2 separate regions of the Sus scrofa genome follow, and region 1 is linked to region 2. The links are chromatin contacts, called in public HiChIP or PLAC-seq maps. All regions are on one chromosome and are shown on one strand. Each heading gives the region's core, a stretch centred on a gene start, on an enhancer-like site or on the middle of the called end of the contact. The rest is flanking DNA. Distances are from core to core; before and after follow the strand shown.

The links. HiChIP or PLAC-seq counts read pairs in DNA pulled down with a chosen protein or histone mark.
Region 1: a contact with region 2 is called in an H3K27ac HiChIP or PLAC-seq map of alveolar macrophages. The contact joins two enhancer-like sites. A contact is called at or near these places in 2 of 47 Hi-C or Micro-C datasets (both in skeletal muscle) and 2 of 2 datasets of contacts at active chromatin or transcription factors (alveolar macrophages and skeletal muscle).

What each region holds. Positions count from the first base shown.
Region 1 is chr9:134,796,616-134,800,459 of Sscrofa11.1, reverse strand. It overlaps PLXNA2 (plexin-A2), which reads right to left. Exons shown (of 35, transcript XM_021063894.1): 35 at 1-3,844. Among named protein-coding and RNA genes, the nearest start is that of CD34, 110 kb to the left of the region's middle. Within about 2 kb of position 1,324, at least 4 of the 83 cell types and tissues checked have an H3K27ac peak or open chromatin away from gene starts, as enhancers often do. A contact at or near this core is called in alveolar macrophages, where this site is marked.
Region 2 is chr9:134,606,414-134,610,509 of Sscrofa11.1, reverse strand. It overlaps PLXNA2 (plexin-A2), which reads right to left. Exons shown (of 35, transcript XM_021063894.1): 2 at 1-80. The coding sequence starts at 1. Among named protein-coding and RNA genes, the nearest start is that of PLXNA2, 24 kb to the right of the region's middle. Within about 2 kb of position 1,754, at least 52 of the 83 cell types and tissues checked have an H3K27ac peak or open chromatin away from gene starts, as enhancers often do. A contact at or near this core is called in alveolar macrophages, where this site is marked.

The sequences.
Region 1 (3,844 bases), core at 75-2,574, 190 kb before region 2:
AGTTTTTTTTTAATCCAGTAAACTTTATTTATATATAACAACAGTACAAATTGTGTCCTTGGCTTGCAAAATAGGAGTGTTTCGTATTTACAATAGGTACACAATAATATATTAGAATAACCAAAAAACCCCATTTTATTGGAACGTTTTAAATACTTAATTTTCTTACAGTTTTTATTCCACAACACCTGTAAAAACAACAAAAGCAGACAACTATCCTTCTAGCTTTTAAAAAAAAATATATATATATATATAATACAGTTTCCAGTGTAAGAAGAATGGGTTTGGGTGGAAGTTGAGGGAGGGGCATGTGGGCTGAGGTCCCCTGGTCTCAGGGTGTAGAGGGCTTGTCCCTCCCTCCCAGAAACACCCAGGAACATCTGCCTGTAGGAAACTAGGCTCCACGGTGTTCTCCACCTGTGACGCCAACATGACAGCCCAGGAGGCCAGAGGCACGGCCTCGACTGAAATCCAGAGGGCGCCTCCCATCACCCCTGAGGCGAGGTTCGGGGGGCAGGCAGCCCTGCAGACCCGTCGGAGGGTGGAGTCCCTTTAAGGTGAGGGAACGTGCTGGGTGTGTCCACGAAAGGCCCAGACTCCAGTTTGCTGATGGGCCGAGGCCCTGCCTCCCGGGACCGCCCCTCAATAGCAAAGGTGACATGTTGTCCTCCATCCCCAGCATCGCTGAGCCCCAGGGCGAACACTGCGGCAGAAGGGCGACCAGAAGAAAGGAGAGAGGTGGGAAGAGAGACGGAGTGATGACGAGGATGCCGCCGTCGTCTCAAAGCTTGTTCCTAAGATGAGGCGCCGGGAGGCCCTGAACGTCATCTCCCAAGTCGCCGGCCAGGGCTCTGCTTTCACGGCCCTGTGTCCAGAAGGCTCCCTGGCCTTTTCTCTCTGGGGGAGCCCTGGCCGCCGAGGCTCAGGTCTTTCCAGTCCATGGCCAGGCCCCAGGAGCTTCAGGCCGCACACCGCATGCCTGGGAGCAGGTGCTGCCCGCGGGTTAACGGGGGCAGGGGTAGTGGCTGGGATGCACCTGGAGACCCATCAGCCAGAGGCTTTCGGACACTCTCCCTCTCCGGCCCGACCACTGCAGTGTAGCCCACCCTTCCATCGCTTCTGCTTCACGCTCCGCGGGCCGGGGGCCTCGACTGCTATTGCTTGTCCTCATTTGGTAGAAATGAAAGAAAGGCAGGAGCTTAAGCAGTGGGGGAAGTGCCACCAGGAGACACGGTGGCAGGGGGCGGAGAGAGGCTCTCACAGCGTGACGACTGTCCCCGGCATGAGGTAAGGCAGCGGCATTGGCTGGCTTTCTTCCTTCCTCTGGTTCCCTTTTCTACAGAACTCCCGTCCTCCGCAGGCCGGGGAGGGGAGTGGTTCCGGCTGAGCTGGTGAGCAGGAACCAGCAGCCCGAAGAATGCCGAGTTGCTAGAAGGTCCTTCTTAATCTCGTCCATTGCTGTTTCTCAGCACCTGGAGCAGGGCCTCCGCCAAGGACGTCACTGCACAAAGGTCCCGAATGAACGGATGGATGTTGGAACAGCTCCCTCCTGTGAGTGAGGTTTCCGGTTGCTCCGAGCTTTTTAAACACAACTTTCGAAGGAGGGGGAGCTCGCCGCGCGCCAGCGGTGGGTCAGCAGAGGTTCTGAGATGCGCTGTGGGGAGGTGGGAAAGCGAGGGGACCACCTGCCCCCTGTGGAGGGTGGGCGGCTGCCGCAGGCCCGCTGGAGGGACCCCTCCACCCCGACGGAGAGCCTGTCCATCTCCCTCTTGTCCGCGGGCCTGCTCTGTCTTGCCCGGCACATTCCTGGGGTGCCTTTCTTCCCCTTTGTCCAGAGAATCGTCTCTCGTTCAGATCCATGAAATAAAACGAAGCTGGATCAAGCTTTGAGAGAGAAGTCCCTCTCTACCTCCCTCCAAAACGGATGGCTTCATGGTGGGGGGGCTCGGGGGCTGTGACTTTATTATTTCCTCCCCACGCGAGGTCAAAATATCTTCACGTTGGATAAGGGTGCCGACAGGCCAAGTCCTTCTCCTCCCAATCCACAGGTGTGGGCTCACGGTGACCCAAAGCCGAGCGAGGCTCTGTAACCTTTCACCCTCAGGGCCTGACTTGAATCCAGTCAAGTCGTCCTTGACCTTAACTTCTTCCTTACCGGAGCCTCTGTGCCACCTCCTCTGCCAGCCCCCACTCCCCCCCTCTCTTCTGGAATCCTGAGAAATGTGGCCAAGCGCTCACACCAGCTCTGCTGCCTCTCTTCTCCAAGTGGCCATCCCCCCAACATTCTCTCCTCTCCCCCAAACCTGCAGGGAAGCACCCTCAGGGGCAGCGAATGGTCCCTCAAGGTAGCTGCGGGGGGACCCCTAGCAGGATGCATAGCGGTAAGGGTTGGTTAAGATGCAGCTGAGACACCTTAACTTTGACTTCTTGGTGGATCGAAGTCCGGGAGTCCCATCTGAGCAGTGGTGTGATCAGAAAAGCTTTGCTGGAGCTCGGAACAAGATGACGGTGGGCTTCACGTTTTAGCGGGCAGCCGGAAGGCCCCTGCTCACATTCCTCTAGCCCATCTTGCCTGGCCTTTCAGCTCCGTAAACCACGGGCTCTGAGCTGCCGAGTTTTGGGTGCTACAGGAAGGACAAACGCTTTGGCTTAGTGCACAAGGCCAGTCATTAGTATTTCAGGCTCTTAACAGGCCCCAAAGAAACTTGAACAGAAGTGGATTATCAGAAGAAAGAGGCCTTGGCATGGCTGGTTGTGAATTAGAATGAAAACAGCGAGTTTCCTGAGTATTTTGCTGAATGCCTTTCTCTTCCCACTTGTCAGCCGCATTCAGGCAAGACACTGGAGCTGAGGCCACCAGGCGGTGTCTGCTGCGTGGTTAGTACGGAGACCCAAATCCTCAGAGCCCCCCAGCCCTTTCCTGGAATCCAGTGTGGTCAGCAGAGCCTTTGGAAATGGGAAGTGTCTGGAGGTAAAGCAGGGCGCAGAGAAGCCGGGGCCCAAGTTAATTACAGAGGAAGTGACCCTGGTCTGGTCTCCCGGGGTGGGTGGGGGGCAAGTCCGCTTTCCCAGCATTTCAGGCCCCTGTTAAGTAGAAGGTGGGATGGGGAGGCCGGTCCTCTCCTGCTGCCCCCTCCCCACCCCTTTGCCTTTGTCTTGTCCTCCATCCCACTCGCTCCCATGCTGCCTGCTGCAGAGAGGCTGGAGCCGACAGCTTGGCTCCTTGCCGGGGCGGGAGGCCTGTCCGGTCACCAGGGTCCTGCACCAGCCGAGGGGCTGTCCCTGGGATGCCTCCCATTGCCTTTCACGGAGCCTTGGGACCAGGGCGTGGCGCTTTGGTCTCTTTGCTCGGGAACCACACTCAGGGCGGTTGGTCATCCATGGATGTGAGCATCAGCAGGAGAGACAGAAGCCCAGTGAGGAGCCACCCGCTTGTCCTTCAAGCTCTTAAGTACACGAGAGGCAGGAAGAGAGGCAGAAGAATACAGAACGTGGGAATAGCTACAGTCGCCTCTACGGAGCCCAGTGCTCCGGCGATCAGGAGCTTCCGAGACGAGCCAGGGCTGGCCTTCCCTCTCTAGGCGCCAGAGAATAAGCGAAAGAAAGCACAATAAACACTGCAGCTTCTCGGACCTCCGCTCTGCAAGTATCGCGTGCTGTACACGGCGTCGAATCTTCGTTTCCCTATGAATTGCAAGAAACCCCTGGCTGGTTGGGGGCGAATCCAAACAGCCCTGTTGGGGGAAGTCGGTTCCCGGAGGGGGGCTCCCGGAGGGCCGGCCCACGTGCCTCCAGGCTCTGACCCCCGACAGCATCGATGTCAGGCAGAGCGGCCCGGCGTCCT
Region 2 (4,096 bases), core at 505-3,004:
TCCTGAGCCGGCCGAGGACCGGGAGACAGAGCCTCCGAGCTCGGCGAACTCCACCTTCGCCGCTTGGCCCTCACATGGTTCTGGAAAACACAAGGCAGAGCGGGTCAGATGGAAGAGAAATCCCCCAGGAGGGAATCGGATTGCTCGACCCAGGTCCCGTCCTGGCCAGCTCTGTCTCTCCTTTCTGCATTTCGGTTTTTCTATTTTTAGCATATTTTCTCCCCCTTGGGAACATTCAGGGAATCCTATTATCTATTTTGGTCTCTAGCCTTTATGCTGTAAAATGCTGGGTTTTTTTTTTTTTTAAACTTTACAAAGCGTCTCTATTTCTGCCCTCTTTAGACATCGTTTTCATCTCTCAGCGAGGCTGAAAGACTGAGCTCCCCCTGTCAGCTGATCTCAGTGTTGGGACAGCAGCCCGCCTTCCCCAGCCAGTCACCTGGCCTGTCCTCTCCCCGTCCGGGGGGAAGCTCCCTTGTCCTGTAAAAGCTGGCTGGGACGGCCCTCTCCCAGGCCCTCCTGGCCAGCTATTCCGAGTCTGCCATTGCAAAAACTTCCTTTTTATTTCCGACTTCCACCCCTCACCCTGCGGACTCTTTACTCTTTCATGCTCTGTCCCACAGGAAAGGGGACAGCTGGTCACCCTGAGTAACTCTCACTGACCCTCAGCCTCGTCCTCTCTTGAAGGAAGACTCCCTGATTGTTAGCTGTTGGAACTTGTTTGGGTGGAGAGCTACACGAAGGCCGAAGGACTGGGACCCCCACAGGTGCTATTCAGCAGCCAGAAGGGTCCCCAGGAGATGGGCAGGCACCCAGCCCCCTTGGAGGCAGGAGGACGCCAGCCACCGCCTCCCTGCGAGCGGGCTGCCAGGTCCTGGGGAAGCTGCTTCCACGTCATCTCTGCAGGTGGAGCGTGGGGGGAGCGGCCTCCTTGCTCACGGGGACTGGCTAGCTGAGGCCAGCTTCAGCCATCTGGGCAAAGGTTCTGGGTTTGGGAAATGTGGGCAGAAGCAAAGAGAGGCAAGTTGAAGTTAAGCCTCACTGAAGCCCCTGCAGGGACCTGTGACTGCGTAGGGCTCCATGTGGTGGATGTTGGGCTGCCTGCCCTGCCTGGTCAGCCCCCCCAAATTTCTTTGCTTCCCCCCTGCCCTCCCAACCCCCAGGCTCTATAGTTGTTCCTCCCTGTTCCAAGGAAGCTGCTCAGAGGGGCAAGGCAGGGCTCCTGAGAGAGCTTCTAGACTCCTGGGCAGCGGGTGGACAGTGGAGCCTGGCATCACTCTGCCAGCGTTGCTGCTGGCTCTTGCGGAGAGGGAGGGACAGTGGTGGCAGCGGCAGCAGGAGGCAGCGAGCTGTCTAGCAGAGAAATCTTTTCTCCAGCTGGACAGATTGTCCTGCAACCTCCTCAGACAAGTCCAGACAGAACTCTGGGTGGGGAGGCAGCAGGAGGGGAAGCGCCCAAGCCAAGGACGAAGGATTTGCTCCACGGCGCCTCGGGAGTGTCCTGTGCCTCTTGGCCCCCAGTGTGACGACACCACGCTGGAACTAGAACCGATGCCACCTGGGGAATCCACATGGTTTCTGCTCTGCAGCTTCAGAAACACCCCCTCGAACACCTCCTCGGCTGTGCATCCACACCTGCCAGCCTCCACGGGGCCAGCGGTCTCCCCCGCTCCCCACTGCTCTCCTCCAGCTGGGCTCCAGCAGGGCGCTCTGGGCTGACTCATCAGGCCCCGGGCTTCCTTGGAAAGAGGAAGGCAACGGCGCACGAGGCCCAGGCTGACCTCAGAGGCTCTGACACAGCCCTTCCGGCCCCACAGACTCCCCAGCAAAGCCTCCCCACAGACAGAGCTTTCGGTTTGAAAATCAGAGGTTATTTTTAGCTACGTCCTGGGGCCGGTAGCAGGACGTGAATTCCTCAAGAGGAGCTGCGGAAAGGACAGAGCAGCAAGCTCGAATTCCTCAGCCGGCTAGGGACCCGCAGGAGGCCCTGCTGGCTTGTCTCCGGGTGGCAAAGCTCCCTTGCCTCCAGGTGGAGAGAGCTGTGTGTCCCCGAAGGAAGGGCCGTGAGGATCAAGCTGCACCAGGGGTCTTGCCTTTGGGACAGTGCTCACTGAGACATGCAGGCTTTGAGTTTGTGGGCAGTGCCCCCCTGCCTCCCCCCCAGCGTACGTGCGCAGAGAGGCTTAGCCCTTGAGTGGAAGAAGGTTCCGGCAGCAGAGGTAACACCAAAGGGCAGGGCGCGAGGTTAACCATTTCGCCTCCCTGCCCAGGCCTCCAGAGACACAGTAGAATCGAATCGGGGAGGAAATTTGGGACCAAGGCCAAGGTGAGGTCCTTTCCGGTAGAACGGGGTAATTACAGGACCGATCTCTCGGGTTGTCATCAGAATAAATGAGCAAATGCAGCGAAACGTCTTAGCCTGGGAACTGGCGCTCAGTGAGTGCTCGACTTGTGCTGGCTGTTATTATTATCACTGCAGCCTCCCCAGGAGACTGCACGGCAGGAATCCCGCCAGAGCTCCTGACTTCTCTTTCTACTCATGTTCTTTCTTTCCATGGGAATGAACGCAGTGGGCAGACCTCTGATTCCCAGCCCTCCCTTGCCCAACGAAGGGGCTCAAGCGGGGAAGCATGCGTTGGAGGAAAGGGAAGAGAGCCAGGGTGAGCGTTTCCAGCATACTACTGCACACGTCCCAACACAGCCTCTCTGCAGCCTGTAGGGATGCTGAGGGTTGAAGTATGAATGGGGAAGTTGGCCTGGTGGCTAGAAGACATGGATTCATGGGGCAGGAGGAAGAGTGGGGGACCCAGAGAGCCCTAGATTCAAGTCCTGCCTGTGTCACCCCTGAGTTGTATGTCTTTAGACTGGTCCAGCATCAACTTGAGCCTCTTTCCTGATCTTAAAATAAAGGGTGTTAGGATGAAGCAGTTTCTAAGACTTCTTCATTCAGACAAAATGATACCTCAAGACTTGCTTCCTTCAGCTTCTAGAACCTATGATGGCAAGAACTGCTGAGGTCCTTCCATCCTGCCTGGTAAGGCCAGTTAAGTCAGTTCTCAACAAATCACTAGTCGAACTGTTATCCTCTTACCCCTCAACCAGCACCTAATCTGGGACAGACTGCTTCTAGTGCCCAGCCAAGCGAGTTCATTCCGTGGGGCTCGAGGGTCACTGTTTGGGAGCATCAGTGGTGCAGCAGGGTCAGGAGGGGACTTGGTTTCCTGCTGTGCAGGGGAGTGCAGGCAAGGTTTGCCCTCCACCTCAAACGGCAGCTTTCCCAAGGACCACCGACCTCAACAGCACGTTGAGAGCCTCTGTCTTTCCTCTGTCATGCCAAGGCTGAGGTTACCAGGTGGCTCTTCCAAAGCAGGGCTCAGCTGGCGAGGACCAAGCCTCCCATCTGCATTGAGAGTGAGGGGGAAGGGCACCTAGCTCTGGGGAGAGGCGGTGTGGGGCAATGGTCATGAGCCCTGACCTTGGATGCTCGGATCCAGACAGAGGCGAGAGCTGTGTAAGCTTGGTCAGGGTACTTGGCTCTCCCGGCTGCTATCTCACTGTTTATACATAATGAAATGAGTGCTAGCACCCAGCTCCTGGGACTATTACGATGAAGTCAGTTAATACACAGAAAGTACACAGAACAATGCCTGGCCCGTTAGAAGGGTTTGAGACACATCAGCCGTTATTAGCAGTAATTTACATGTCAATATTCCCAGTTCTTCATTTCCATCCATTCCACGGTCTGTCTTAGAATGAATTTTCCATCCTCAATTTGGTAGAGACCAGTGACCATGTGCCTGTGACTGTGCACACCTAGCATTTCCTCCTATTCTGGTTTTCTGCTAGTGTCAACCTCAGGGGGTTTCTCAGCGATGCCTCCTTCTTCCTGTCCTTTCTCCTCTTTCTGCCTAGTTCCTATAAGTCACTGTGTCACATGCACTCTCACGAGCCAGACCTGCCTAGTGTCTGTTCTTCTACCAGTCTCCAAGCAGGATGTGCCGCCCTGGGACGCTCGCCCAATCAGTGAAGCACTCTGGGCACTCCTGATGCCAAGGAGAGGCCACGCTTGCCTCTCTGGGAAGCAGGTGTCATTAAA